2 separate regions of the Sus scrofa genome follow, and region 2 is linked to region 1. A link is a contact called in public HiChIP or PLAC-seq data. All regions are on one chromosome and are shown on one strand. Each heading gives the region's core, a stretch centred on a gene start, on an enhancer-like site or on the middle of the called end of the contact. The rest is flanking DNA. Distances are from core to core; before and after follow the strand shown. Region 1 overlaps ANKRD17 (ankyrin repeat domain 17). Region 2 holds the start of ANKRD17 (ankyrin repeat domain 17).

What was found. HiChIP or PLAC-seq counts read pairs in DNA pulled down with a chosen protein or histone mark.
Region 2: an H3K27ac HiChIP or PLAC-seq map of alveolar macrophages shows a contact between it and region 1. The contact joins the promoter of ANKRD17 here to the enhancer-like site in region 1. A contact is called at or near these places in 1 of 5 promoter capture datasets (liver), 11 of 47 Hi-C or Micro-C datasets (embryonic fibroblasts, heart right ventricle, liver and 3 more) and 1 of 2 datasets of contacts at active chromatin or transcription factors (alveolar macrophages).

What each region holds. Positions count from the first base shown.
Region 1 is chr8:69,437,096-69,444,083 of Sscrofa11.1, forward strand. It overlaps ANKRD17 (ankyrin repeat domain 17), which reads right to left. Exons shown (of 35, transcript NM_001201383.2): 5 at 6,534-6,690; 6 at 1,617-1,764; 7 at 1,224-1,371; 8 at 1-87. Among named protein-coding and RNA genes, the nearest start is that of ANKRD17, 91 kb to the right of the region's middle. Within about 2 kb of position 3,481, at least 3 of the 83 cell types and tissues checked have an H3K27ac peak or open chromatin away from gene starts, as enhancers often do. A contact at or near this core is called in alveolar macrophages and liver, where this site is marked.
Region 2 is chr8:69,527,690-69,534,677 of Sscrofa11.1, forward strand. It overlaps ANKRD17 (ankyrin repeat domain 17), which reads right to left and starts at 3,597. Exons shown (of 35, transcript NM_001201383.2): 1 at 3,478-3,597; 2 at 3,460-3,476; 3 at 3,166-3,457. The coding sequence starts at 3,597. LOC110261978 (a long non-coding RNA gene) reads left to right here and starts at 3,846. Exons shown (of 3, transcript XR_002346393.1): 1 at 3,846-4,145.

The DNA.
Region 1 (6,988 bases), core at 2,231-4,730:
GGTCCTCAATACTAGCACCGGATTCCAAGAGCACCTTTACAACATCTACATAACCTCCAGCACAAGCATATGTAAGTGCTGTATTGCCTATTTTAATGAAGAAGAACAAAGATGTTAACATAAAATACCAAAATAAAACAGATTTATTAAGCATTAAGAAAACTGAAATAAGAGACTATAACCTTAATAAAGTTAGATATTATATATATATAACATATATATGTAATAAAATTCTTCTCTTCATTAACATTTTATCTTACCAAAACCAACTCTTTATTCTTTCCATTTAAAATCAGTCAAACGCATGTGGAAAATTAGACACACTTACCAACTATAGTTATAAAAGAACTGAGAAATTCTGAAACTAATTTTCCATATTGGAAAAAAGTTACACTTATTCTAACTTTAATTAGAGAACGGTATCCCAAGCTTCATTTCTTTTTAGATTGTAATTATTCATCCTACTTAGATATAATTCATACCATTCCATTTGTTTTTACTACAACTTTTTTACATCAGTTAAGTGACCAAAGTTAAAATAATTTCAAAAACATTCCTCCTTGATGATAAAAATCTCCTACTTTACAGGAGAAGAAAAAACAAACTTTGGGTAAAATAAGCATTTCTAAACCCCCCTCAAACAAGAACTTGCAGACCTTTAAAATTATTTAAAATATTTAATAAATATGAGAATATAGACAGGAAGGAAATACACAATATGTATTTTCAGACAGTTTAGAGTTTTTACACAAATCCATCTATACCCAACTTTGAAAGAAAAAAAAAAATGGTTTAGATGTTAGCATTATGTCCCTTGCAGGACACAATGTTTTCATGAGACTTTCTTTTTCTACAGGTCACAATTTAATAGCACTAGGTAATGACAGTCCTGCCTGTTGTTGCATATCCTTCTTATGATTCTCCCTATCTTCCCTTCTCTTGTTCCCCATAAATAAAGGTCTACACCTCTTCACTTGCAAGAAGATAGTCCTTTGAACTGTGTCAGTGTTTAATATAAAAGAACCAAGGCCAAGTAATAACCCTCAGACACAAACAGAAGAAATTTCACTCAAAATATATTCAATGAACTTTAAGCTAATGCACAGACACACAAATGTGCAGCATCAGTAATTGCAAAACCACCACTAATGATCACGTCCATGTGAACTAATTACTGTCAAAGGGTGTTAATATTTAAAAACTGAAAAAGAAATAGGCATAACCTGTTGAAGACTGTGCATTAACATCAGCTTTATGAGCTAGCAGCAACTTCACAATTTTGACATGTCCTCCATTAGCAGCAGCCATTAAAGGTGTGATGTCACCTTTGATTCCCCTATCTTCCACATTTGCATGCATTGCCAACAAAACCTTATGAAAGAAAAAGTTTAAGATATTAAAAAATGGTATTTTCATCAAAATTTTTTGAACATATATTTATATTAACACCTACCTAGTCATACTATAGTAAAAGCAAATAAACACACAATGCATTACCAACACTATTTCTTAAAACGAGCCTGATGGTCGATTTTATTTTATTATTTCATTACTACACAGGCCAGATTAAGACAAAAAACAAAAAAAATCATGAGACTGCTTTTGATAACACAAACCTGTGCAAGCTCATAATATCCAGCGGAGCAAGCTAAACAAAGGAGACTCTCCCCTTCCTCCGTGTGTTCATTTACACTTCGCCCTTCAATGAGTAACTTGCGCACAGCATTCACATCTCCTTCTGAACAGGCTTCTGCCAAACTGCGGCTATTTGAGAAAGAATATTGAAATATCAGGATATAAGAATATAAAAAAAATCACCCACCATAAGTATTGAATTCTGAGGTTAATCTGGACAGCAGTGCTAAACAAGAATGATTATTTCAAAGATTCATAATAAATATGAGAAAATAAAATGATTCGATTCACTGAGTTTTTAAAATCTACATATAAAAGTCACTGAATTAAAATGATCAACATTACAAAATGTTTTCAGTCACGCAACTGAAAGATAAAGTCCAATTTACTATAAGTAGGGAAAAAAACCCAAAATTTTAAAATATAAAACTGTATAGAAAATACAAGTTTACAACTATACTTCTGTTCAGTCCCTAGAAAAAGTTTATGAAATTTAATAAAATACTTAAAACTTGTACTAATTATAAAGAACTCTCTGGGTCCTTCAATCAAGTAAAGGGAAATTAGGAAAGCTGTGAGCATGTAATTTTTACTTATCTATGAATAACTGATAAGATTCTTTTTTTTTTTTTTTTAAAGGGCCACACCTACAGCATACGGAGGTTCCCAGGTTAGGGGTCCAATCAGAGCTTCAGCTGCCAGCCTATGCTACAGCCAAAGCAATGCCAGATCTGAGCTGCATCTGTGACCTAAGCCAAGGCCCACAGGAATGCCAGACCCTTACCCCACTGAGCAGGGCCAGGGATCGAACCCGTGTCCTCATGGATACCAATCAGGTTCGTTACCACTGAGCCACAATAGGAACTCCAAGAAGATTCTTTTTTGAAGTATTTACTTATTCCATCAGTTTTTTGGGGAAGTATGAAAAATATCCAGGTCAGGCAGAGGCTTAATTCAAACAGAAGGACAGTGGAAAAAGTGGTGGAACACAAAAATTAGACTGAGAGTAAATCTCCCAAAGGAATTCCAAATATGGACATTTCTAAAGGTTCTTTCACTTTTGGATAAAATTCATTCTTAGAAAAATGTTATTCAGGTCTTTTAATATTCTCTTTATTCAAAATAAAAGAGAGCAACTGGAAAAAAAATATTCTCTTTATTCAAATATATCTCAATATACATCTTCTTGAATCATGGCTCTGTCACTTCAGGTACTGAAGGTATCCATGTATAACCTCTATTCTACACCCCTATTCTTTTTTAGGGCCACACCCACAGCATATGGAGGTTCCGAGGCTAGGGGTCAAATAGGAGCTACAGCTGCCGGCCTGGGCCTGCCTATACCACAGCCATAGCAAAGCAGGATCCGAGCCGCGTCTGCAACCTACACCACAGCTCACAGCAATGCTGGATCCTTAACTCACTGAGCGAGGCCAGGGATCGAATCCTCAACCTCATGGTTCCTAGTCGGATCTGTTTCTGCTGCACTACAATGGGAATTCCTCTACACCCCTATTCTTTACCACCCAGATTTGAGAACTTCATCTTTAGTTCAGATTATGGCAAAGTCTCCTAGGCAGTCTCCCTTGCTAGCTTTCCTTCAGGCTACCTCTCTCTATCTCTGGCCATGCCCATGGCATCTGGAAGTTCAGGGACAGGGATCAAATCTGTGCCACAGCAGTGACCAGAGCCATAGCAGTGACAACACCAGAAACTTAACCTGCTGAGCCACCAGGGAACTCTTCTTTCAAGCTCTTTTCAACCAAGAACCCAGAGATCTTGCTTATAAGAAAGCACATCACGTCATCCAACGGCCTCTAATCTTATCACGGTAAAGGTCAAAATTTTTATAGGATCTGTCCAGTGGTAAGATCTCATACTTCTCCTTTTACTTCTCTGGTTTCATCACCTACTATTCTCACTCTTCCTCTTTCCACTTTAGCCAAAATGGCTTTCTTTTCATTAAAAATACTAATTAAGCTGCAACTCCAAGATTTATGTATCTGCTGTCCCTCTGACAAGACAGTTTCTCTTGTAGGCACAGATCACTACCTTATTTATTTCAGGTCTTTGCTAAAAAGTCCACCTCTTAGGTGAGGATCTCTGATTACCCTATTAAAAACACAATGTGTGGAGTTCCCGTCGTGGCACAGTGGTTAACGAATCCGACTAGGAACCATGAGGTTGTGGGTTCCATCCCTGCCCCTTGCTCAGTGGGTTAGCGATCCAGCATTGCTGTGAGCTGTGGTATAGGTCGCAGATGCGGCTCGGATCCCGCGTTGCTGTGGCTCTGGCGTAGGCTGGCAGCTATAGCTCGATTAGACCCCTAGCCTGGGAACCTCCATATGCCACAGGAGCGGCTCAAGAAATGGCAAAAAGACAAAACAAAACAAAACAAACAAACAAACCCCCCCCCAAAAAAAACCCCACAATGTGATCTTCACCTTAAACACTGCCTTAGCACTTCCCCAATTTCTCTGCCCATAACCTTATCATTCATTTTATGCCATACTATATAGTTCACCTACTTGTTAAATGTACTCTCCCCTTGCCAAAATGAAAGCTTTGAACAGCACTTAATAAAACTGTCTCAATTTCCCATTTTATAGCACTGACAGTTGCTAGATCCAGTGTTCTCAGTCTAGGACAAATCCTTTCCACAAGACATTTCCTATATAAGAACATTTTTTTTTTTTTTTCCTTTCAGGTGGTCTCTCATCCTCTCTCTCTTTCTCAGGCACATACCCTCTATTTCCCCATTTGAAATCTCATTCAATTTCCTCCGTGTAAGCTTTAAAATAACCTTTCGGAACTATTCTAGCCAACAGATGAACTTCAGAACTTGTGAGCAAAGTTAAAACTGGCACACGCCACAACACTTAACTACTGTAAAGTCTAGCACATAGTACTCAATGTACTCAATTATTTCTCAACATTTGCTGAACAAATATGACTGTCACAAGCATGCTCTACTGTTTTGCTGATCACTTACAGTATTTTCAGTGCCAAAGAACCTGTAACTCTTTATTTTTTTTCTATTCTATTTCCTGCTTGAAGTAGCTTTAACATACTCTTCTGCCAGTCTCATAAGACACCACATGAAAAATATCTGAAGAGTATCAATAATATTGTAGGCCTGTAAAACTGAAAGTTAACTAAGGAATAGAACCTAAAGATAACTATAATGAATGATGTCAGATGAACGACAACGAACACAGAGCCAAGAATAACATCAACTTCACACTTTTGTTAATGCTATATTAACCTCTCTTTCACGGTCTTAAATGATGCTGCATAAAAACACTATTATATAAAAGATGATTCTTTTTTTTTTTTTTTTTTTTTTTGTCTTTTTAGGGCCTCACCTGAGGCATGTGGAGGTTCCCAGGCTAGGGGTCTAATTGGAGCTGTTGCTGCTGGCCTACACCACTGCCATAGTAATGCCAGATCTTTAACCCACTGAGCGAGGCCAGGGATTGAACCTGCAACCTCATGGTTCCCAGTTAGATTTGTTTCTGCTGCGCCACAAGAGGAACTCCAAAAGATGATTCTTAAGTGCTATATTTCATCTCTAAACTCATATACCAAAGAATACTCTCATTCTCTCAACTATTTAAACGCATCTGCTAAAACACAGTTGACCAGGAGCAACATGGAGGTTAGGGGTGCCCATACTCCACTCAGCTGAAAATCTGCAAATAACTTAGACCTGCATAAATGCAGTTCCTCCATATCATGGTGCCTCTATATCCACATTCATGCAACCATGGATTCAACCAACCACAAACTGAAATCTGTGTATAAGGATCTGTGCAGTTCAGACCTATAGGTAAAGGGTCAACTATAAATAAAATGGTTTCTTTTTAGTTAGAGGGGAAAAAAAGAAGCCTCTGAGGAGTGAAGACAATAAGGACTATTAATGATTTTCTGCCAGCTGCATCCTTGGCATTATATTTTTCACTATACTATCCATATTGTTTTATATATGAAATGGTATGACCTTTAATACATAACATCATCAGAAAAACTTAAAAGGTCAAGTCACAAAATATTTACTGAGTCCTTACTAACTGTGAAGTACTACATAATAGGGATTGTAGGACACAAAACAAGAAAGTCCCTGGAACTCACATTCAACTTATGGAAACTAGATTTATGATATTTTTTGAACATTCATAAAACAAATAAAAACCTTGCCTTTTAAAATGGTCAAACTGGAGTTCCCGTCGTGGCGCAGTGGTTAACGAATCCGACTAGGAACCATGAGGTTGCAGGTTCGGTCCCTGCCCTTGCTCAGTGGGTTAACGATCCGGCGTTGCCATGAGCTGTGGTGTAGGTTGCAGACGCGGCTCGGATCCCGCGTTGCTGTGGCTCTGGTGTAGGCTGGTGGCTCCAGCTCCGATTCGACCCCTAGCCTGGGAACCTCCATATGCCACGGGAGCGGCCCAAGAAATAGCAACAACAACAACAACAAAAGACAAAAGACAAAAAAATAAAATAAAATAAAATAAAATAAAATATAATGGTCAAACTATGCATATGAAGTAGAAAACGGCATTAGAAATCACTTCCTTTTTTGTCACCGAAACATTATAGCAAAAGATCTTTTATAATATCGTAAGAAGTCATCCTTGTAGTCAGATAGACACTGGTGTCCCAGCTCTGCTATTTGTCACCTATTTGATCATGATTAAGTTACTTCTTTTCAGCTTTTCATGAGTAAAATGGGAATGAAAACGAAATCCATGCCTAAGGCTTTTTGTGGGTACAAACAAGATATCACATATAAAATGGTTTTTGCACAGTGCCAGGCATAAAAACATGCTAAGTAAATGTCAGCTATTTCTATTATTTTTAAGAAAGTGATTTTATATTGATCACAGTGAAAATATACTTACTTGTCCGACTGCCCTGCATTTGCTGTGCTTTCAGCTCTCATACGGGTAAGTGCAGCAGCAGCTTCATCCAACGCACAACTAACAGACGATGTCAACCTCCGAAGCACTTCAGGATCTGCAAAGGCTTTACCATCAGCCGTAGATAATTTGCCTATTCCTATTATATTATTTTCACACCAATTTGGATATACCCAAAAGGAGAAACAAAGCAAAATTCAAGTTACTTAACTCTATTTATGTTAATCTCCAAATGACACACTGGACATATATATTATCTGGCCAGAATCTTTTGGGAAGTCACTGTTCCCCAATTCTCAATCTTATTTCTTCCATGTGGTCCCTAAGTGCTTGACTCTATGATTCTCCAGTCCTAGAAATAGGTCATTGGCCCATGATGGGATAAAGGAATGTCCTCACTTGGATCTGCAAAAAGAACCTATGTTCAAGGGTTGCTA
Region 2 (6,988 bases), core at 2,347-4,846, 91 kb after region 1:
ATTTACTGGTTCCCCATGTCTAAAATTTCTGTCTCTTAAATTTAAAACCTCAAGATACCTACCAAATAAGATGAATTCTGATGAACCCCTACTGCACTAACATTTTATGCATCTTTAACAAAAATGTTACTTTTGAACATGAGTTCTACCTTTAACAGCAGCTCCCCTCAACCTCTGAATTCTACATTAGCAAGCACTGATGCCATTCAAATACATTTAAAAATAGATTCAATAGAATGCAATGTTATTTCTGAAATGGAATATCAACTCTAGCAATTTCAACATTTTTTTCTTATAATATTCGAGTAAACTAATTAATTTAGTTCACTAATCAGAAAAGAAGTGCATCAGAACTTTTATGTTAGGAAATACATTTCTATTTTCCGTATTAGTCAGTCACCCACTGAAAGCCCAGAAAGTTATGCAATTTTCAACTTTTGACCTAAGGCTTTTACATCAAATCCAGAAGGTGGGAGAAGGAAGAGGAGAGCTCTTGGTCTTATACTTTTACTTACAGGTATATCTGAAGTTATACAAATTGTCTAAAACACAATTATCCTATTCTGAAATACTAAAGAGAAAATCCAATTCTCAATAACGTACACTAACACTTAGTAAAAATTAAATTCTTCATCTTGAACACTCAAATAAAACTCTTATATAAATCTCTTTTCCTTCCAACGGTCCCTCTTTCAGCAGATATACAAAACATCCAACTAACATTTCATCACAGCAAACATATATTTTTAATTATCCTCAACCTTCTCAGGTTAAATACCCAAAAACTATAACCTTTCTTGTTCTTTTGTAACCTTTTGATGATGTTTATTGGAATGATAATCTCAAGGTTTATTTATTTCTCTGTTTTGGTCAAGATGGAGGCAGGTGCATAGACATATTGTACTCCTGTCTGCTTAGTCTTAATCATGTACCAGTATAGATTTATTTTTAATGGTTGTACTTTCTTACATTTATTTCTCCTGACTCATCTCCATAACAAATGGCAAAGCCATTGTTTAAACCACTGTGCAGAAGGCAGAATAAAGCATATTAAAAACAAAGAAAACATCATCCTAGTTGATCAGTTACCATATATCATTCCTATCTCCCAAGGAAAACAAACCTGACTCACTAACACACCTACAAGTTTAAGCCTATTCTAAATGATTTAAGGAATTATTAGAAGTTTTGCTTATTAGTCCAAATTCCAATGGAGATAACTATCTAGGTATGTGAAGTTTACAGCATAATATTTCAATTAGTACTGCACTGCATTCAACCTGCTAAGAGTTCCAAACCAGAGCTTGATATTTTGTCAAGAGAATTTAAAATCTTAATAAAATATTGGTATGTTGCCACAGCTGCATTATTGTGTTACCTTGCAATTCACTGCCTATTTTTTGAAAGAGGAAAAGAGAGGAGCACAAGAAATAGTCATAAAACATATACTGGTTTGAATCATTAGAAAACTTTGATTTCTACTTTTACTGCTACCCACCAGTTTCCTCTAAAACAAAAAAAAAAAACCCTGTTTCCTCATTTCTAACATAAAAAGGTTGAATGAGATTACCTCCAAAACGTTTCTCATCTCCAAAAAAATAATACAATTGGAAGATTCTAACTACCATAATAGATTTTACTAAGAAATAAGGATCCTGTCACATCCCTCTCTTTACTGTTTAAAGTGTAGCAGAAGCGACACACTATCCTAGGTCAATACAAAGTCTATCAATACAAAGGTAGCCTCAGAATTCAGTTAGCAGGGAGTGGCCATCTTTTTGGTATACATACTTGAACTATTACATCTCTACTGATATAACTTCACCCAGTCTGAGGTAAAAGAGAATCTGGTCTTTAAATAATAGACAAGTCTCAAACTCTTTAAAAGGTATTTTCCTATTTGAACAGAACCCAAGATCCAATAATGCAATTTTCGGGAAAAAAAAAAAAAAAAAAAAAAAAAAAAAACAGCCTTGTACCAAAATAGGCTGTGTTTGTGGACAAGAAAAAATAGCAGGCGGCCCTTCTAGATAATTCAGTTATTCCCTCTTACAACTAAATTTATAATCAGCTTCTAAAGGTGTTTTTCTTCTGCTGCCTGAAGTTACAACTTCTTTCTTCAGACCAAGATTCTCTAGCTTCCATTTCAGGGAGTGGACAAGAGTTACAAAAGAGCTGATAACTCTTAGTCTGTTCTCACTATGGTATGTTTTAGTGAGTTTTTGGTTAAAAGGCCTTCTTTGAAGAATAGGTCCTGCAACGCCGCCTGTCTGTGGACCCAGGAAAAATTATAAACAGTTATTATGAAACCAGATCACTAGGACAAACCAAGAGGCCTTCCTATTCCAATTCACCACAACCATGCCTGGCTCCAAAGCAGACTCTTTAGCTGCCCCATATTATGTGGGAAGCAACAGGAAGGAAATATTTGCAAATGTATGAGTATGTACATGTAAGGATCAAATATATTTTTCATCCACTGAGTTACACATAAATGTATATGAATGTTAAGATCAGTTCATCTAAAATCCTTGAGATCAAGGAAGTGAAGGTTAGCTCAGCACTTACAATAGTTCGGGGAAAAAAACAAAACAAAAAACCTGCAGCAGAACAGTATGGAAAAGTACAGCTCCTCCTCACGTGTCTCTCACAGACACAAATACTTAGCTCTGAGTCCATTACAACCTTGCCTCTCCCGAAACTGCTCCTCTCCGCCTCCCAAGTGGGAGAAATTTGCCGGCATCCTAGTCGGTCCCCCAAAGACTCCTCTGCCTATTAACTTAGCCCTCCCCGCTTGGGTCCCAGTCCCGCCCCCGCCCCTGGAGTAACTTGGCCCTACTGGCCTGAGACCGACCCCGCCGGGTGTGCAAATAAGGAATCTAACCAATTCCCTCCATCCTTAACCGTGTGAACCATCCCAGGGTAATGTGCTGTTCATCCACTCCGGGGCCGCTGTGGTCCTCCCACCCCCACGTGTCAGCTACCCTCCCCCACATGCCCACACCTCACGATTTCGGCCGGGGAAAGAAAGAGGGCAGGGGAAAGCCTGGCCCCGGAGACAGATCAAGCCCACAGGAATCTGTCCCACCGCAAGTCCCCTCCCACCTTTGGCCCCGACCCTTTACACTCCCTTCCTCCCTTCTGCCTTTGAAACCAGGCCCTTGCCTCAGAAACCTCCTCTTCCTCGTCGTCGTCGTCCTCTTCTTCCTCGCTGTTGTTGCTGCTGGTGCCGCCGCCGCCACCTCCTCCGCCGCCGCCGCCTCCACCGCCGCCGCTGTTGTCGCTGTCGCTGCTGCTCTCGCTACTGCTGGGGGGTCGGCAAGTCCGGTTACGCTTGGCCTTGTGGTGCTGCTGCTGCGGCGGCGGCTTCTTCTTCAGGAGCAGGTCGCAGACTCGCACCATCCCACGAGGAGACGAGGCCGAGCGAGCCCCGCTGCTGCCGCCGCCGCCGCCGCCGCCGCCGCCGCCGCCGCCGCTGCCGACCTCCGCCGCCGCCGCCGCCGCGGGGGGGCCCGCCACTGCCGCCACCGCCGGGGGGCTCCCTTCTCCCTCAGCCGCCGTCGCCGCCGCCGCCACCGGAACCGTCGCCTTCTCCATCTCCTGGGAAAGAGGGAGGGCGCGGACGGGGGAGGGGCGTGGGGGCTACGCTCTACCGCGACTTCGGCCGCACCAGGGCCAACACAGCGCTCGGGGCCGCCTCCGCCGCCACCGCCTCGGTCACCTCTACTGCCGCCGCCGCCGCCGCCGCTCCGCCAGCTCTCACCTCGTCTCGCGATACTAAGGGCGGGGAGCCTGACGATGGGAGGGAGGGAGCGTGAGGAGCAAGGGGGGGGGGTGAAGAGGCGAAGAGGGAGACCAGGGTATCGGGCGATCCAGCGCAGGGGAGACCACCCGGAGTCGGGGCGAGTGTGCCTAGGGCGGCTTCCGATGGGGGGACGGCGGGGCAGAGAAGGCCGCAGCCACTGCCGTAGCGCCCGCGAGCACCCGGATTTCTTCTCTTTCCTCGCAATTTCCCCCACACACAGCCCTTCAGACCTCCCTTCTTCCTTCCTCGCTGGTGACTAGAACGCAGCCGCAGGCGGAAGTACAGGTGACGCCATCAGCCGTCGCCTGAGCGGTGGCGCGCGGGTGGCCGAAAGACGAAAGTGAGATTTCGAGGGCCGGGTCCCGGGCCTCTGCGGGCGGGCAGTGCTGCGGTGCCTGTGGCGGGCGGGCGGGCTGGAGGGAGCGGCCGGGTCGGGGGGGAACCCGGCACAGAAGTGCGGGCCCGAGGCTTTGTTAGCTGGAGGCCCCGACCGCCAGATCCGGGAGGTGGGGCCTGGTTCTGGACGGTTGTACGTAGTTTCGTTCCTGGCCATTTTTTCCACCTCCAAATGGTGAGTTAGGGCTTTGGATCTAGAGCGATGGCGTCGTGTAAAGGAAAGAGGTCCCTCTGCCTAAGTTTAAGTCTCTGGTTATAGATTCCCTCAATCTGAGGTTTACACTTGTGTGACATAAAGGAGTTCAAATAGGTGATGTCTGAGATCACTACAACTCCAAGTTGCTAAAGGGGAGAAGACAGGAGAAGGAAGCAGGATCTGTGCCATACTTTGCAGACGAGTCAGTGAATGACCCCGATTTAGTCCTTCCACCTCTCACCGACTTGGCTTTTATCTCTGCAGTGAGCATCATAAGTAATCATCCTTGTCTGTGAATCTCTTGGAAGGAATATCGTGATAAGGGTTGTGGGTTCATTTGTAGGTGTCTGAAGAACTTTCAGGACTTTTGAAATAATAGCGTAGCTTATTGAACTCAGAATTAGCCCTTTCTGGTTCAATATGAACACAGTGGCATAAGGAAAATGAAGGAAACATCAAAGGCAGATGTACTGGCGCAAGATAAAAAGTATGTCTCAGCTGACATAGTTGCCATTTTAAGACTGCTAAGTTTAGCTGAATGTGCCTGAATTTTTTTTAGCTTTTTTTTCTTTTTAGCACTGGCATACCATATGAAATGTGGGCAGTTGCCAGTACTCTACAGAGTACTATTGGCAATGATTGAATCAATTCATTCAAGTGAAAATTCATGTGCCTACTGTGTGCATAGTTAATAAAGTCTAAGTCTACTTACAGGGGCTTAATAGTGTAAAGTGTGAGTGCTATAGTAAATATATGCCCAAAGTGCTAACCATCTCCCTGTTTCTCTCCTAAGAAATGGTAGCTAAGTTCCTGTGCAGAACAGTAGACTACACTGTGTAGCTTAACCACCACAAGTTTAGGTCTGTAATCTCAGCTGGACTCCTCCCTCTTAAATATTCTTCAGCACCGTTTTCTCCTTTCCCACCAGAATACATTTGGATTCTTTAAATCCCAGCCATGTTTCATTATATGACTTTGCTTCAAACGTCACAAGAAGACTGATGCTATTAGTCACAGAGTCCTTCAATTTTCCAAATGCTGGAAACTTCAGTACTTCTGCATCTTTCCTTTCCTTCAGTGTCAGAGGAACTTGACATTCTTTGCTCTTATACAAGATGACTTATCCATCTGTACTCTAGTTCCAACCCCCACTTTCTCTTTTATTATCTTTTCTTCAATCCTCTACTTTTGCGGTTCCACTCTTACTTCTTTTCGTCACACCAAGCTTTAAAGAGTATTCTTTAAACCAAGCTTTAAAGAGTATTCTACATTTCATGTCTCTTTGTTGTCTGGATTTCACTTACTAACCCTCTGCATTCTTAACTTCTGTACCTATCCCACTAGCAAAAATATCTTTTAAAGTAATCCCGTTATTTAGAAGAAAATGAATTCTCACTCTTTTTTATAATAGGGAAATGATTATGTTGCTGGGACTAGTAGAATAAGGCTGAACATATTAGAATGGACAAAGCCCCTAGAGTGATTCTTATTTTTATCTAGCTCTTTTTTTTTCTTTTAGAATCTTATATTAGAGAATTAACTAGTCATTCATGAAACTTAGTTATTCTTCCTGGACTAAAGATCCCCATTTCCTTTTAGTTAGTTGTGGCCATGTAATTGACTTTTACTCAGTGAAACATAAATGGAAGGGATGCACTCATTTCCAGACTTAATGGAGTCCTCCCATCCTCCCTTACTCTTTGTCCAGCAGCCTGATCCTAACGAGTATAGTGACCTTGAAAACTATATGTTGGAGGTGCCAGAGCCAGAAGAGAGAAGGAGCATAAGTGGTTAAATTTCTACTTGGAAAACAGCTCCAAATTAGAAACACTCCTTTTTGGACTTTGTGTAAGAGAGAAAATTGAGATTCGAGAATTTATGTTATGGGAACTAGAATGACCATAACTAACTTGGAAATGGGTACTGGAAGTGGGGCACTCCTAAGAAAATAAAGTAACTAATAGATGTTGTAGGGCTTAGTGATGATGCAGCAGATGTTAGAGAAAGTTATATCAGAGGCTGGAAAAAGGAGACCCATATTTTGCAGTGGCAAAATCATTGGTAAAACTGTTACCCATAATAATTGAAAAGCCTTTCACCTAGCTATTGAAACTGTAGCTCAATAGTACAGTCTCAATAATAAGAGGAAATAGTTCAAAAGAGTTAAAGCAATAGTATATTTTAAATTACTTTTAGCAAGATCTTACTAGAAAAAAATAAGCTCAGGAAACAATTGCAGAAATTAAAATTCACAGGAATGGAGTTCTTGTCATGGCTCAGTGGTTAACGAACCCGGCTAAGAACCATGAGGTTGCGGGTTCAATCCCTAGCCTCACTCACTTGGTTGCGGATCAGGCGTTGCGGTGGGCTGTGGCGTAGGTCGCAGATGCAGCTCGGATCTGGCATTGCTGTGGCTGTGATGTAGGCCGGTGGCTGCAGCTACAATTCAACCCCTAGTCTGGGAACCTCCATATGACGGGGGAGCTGCTGTAGAAAAGACACAAAGACAAAAAAAAAGAAAGAAAAGAAATTCACAGGAATATTTGGAAAAGATGACTTTTTTGTAGACCTTGAACAGAAAAAAAAAAAAA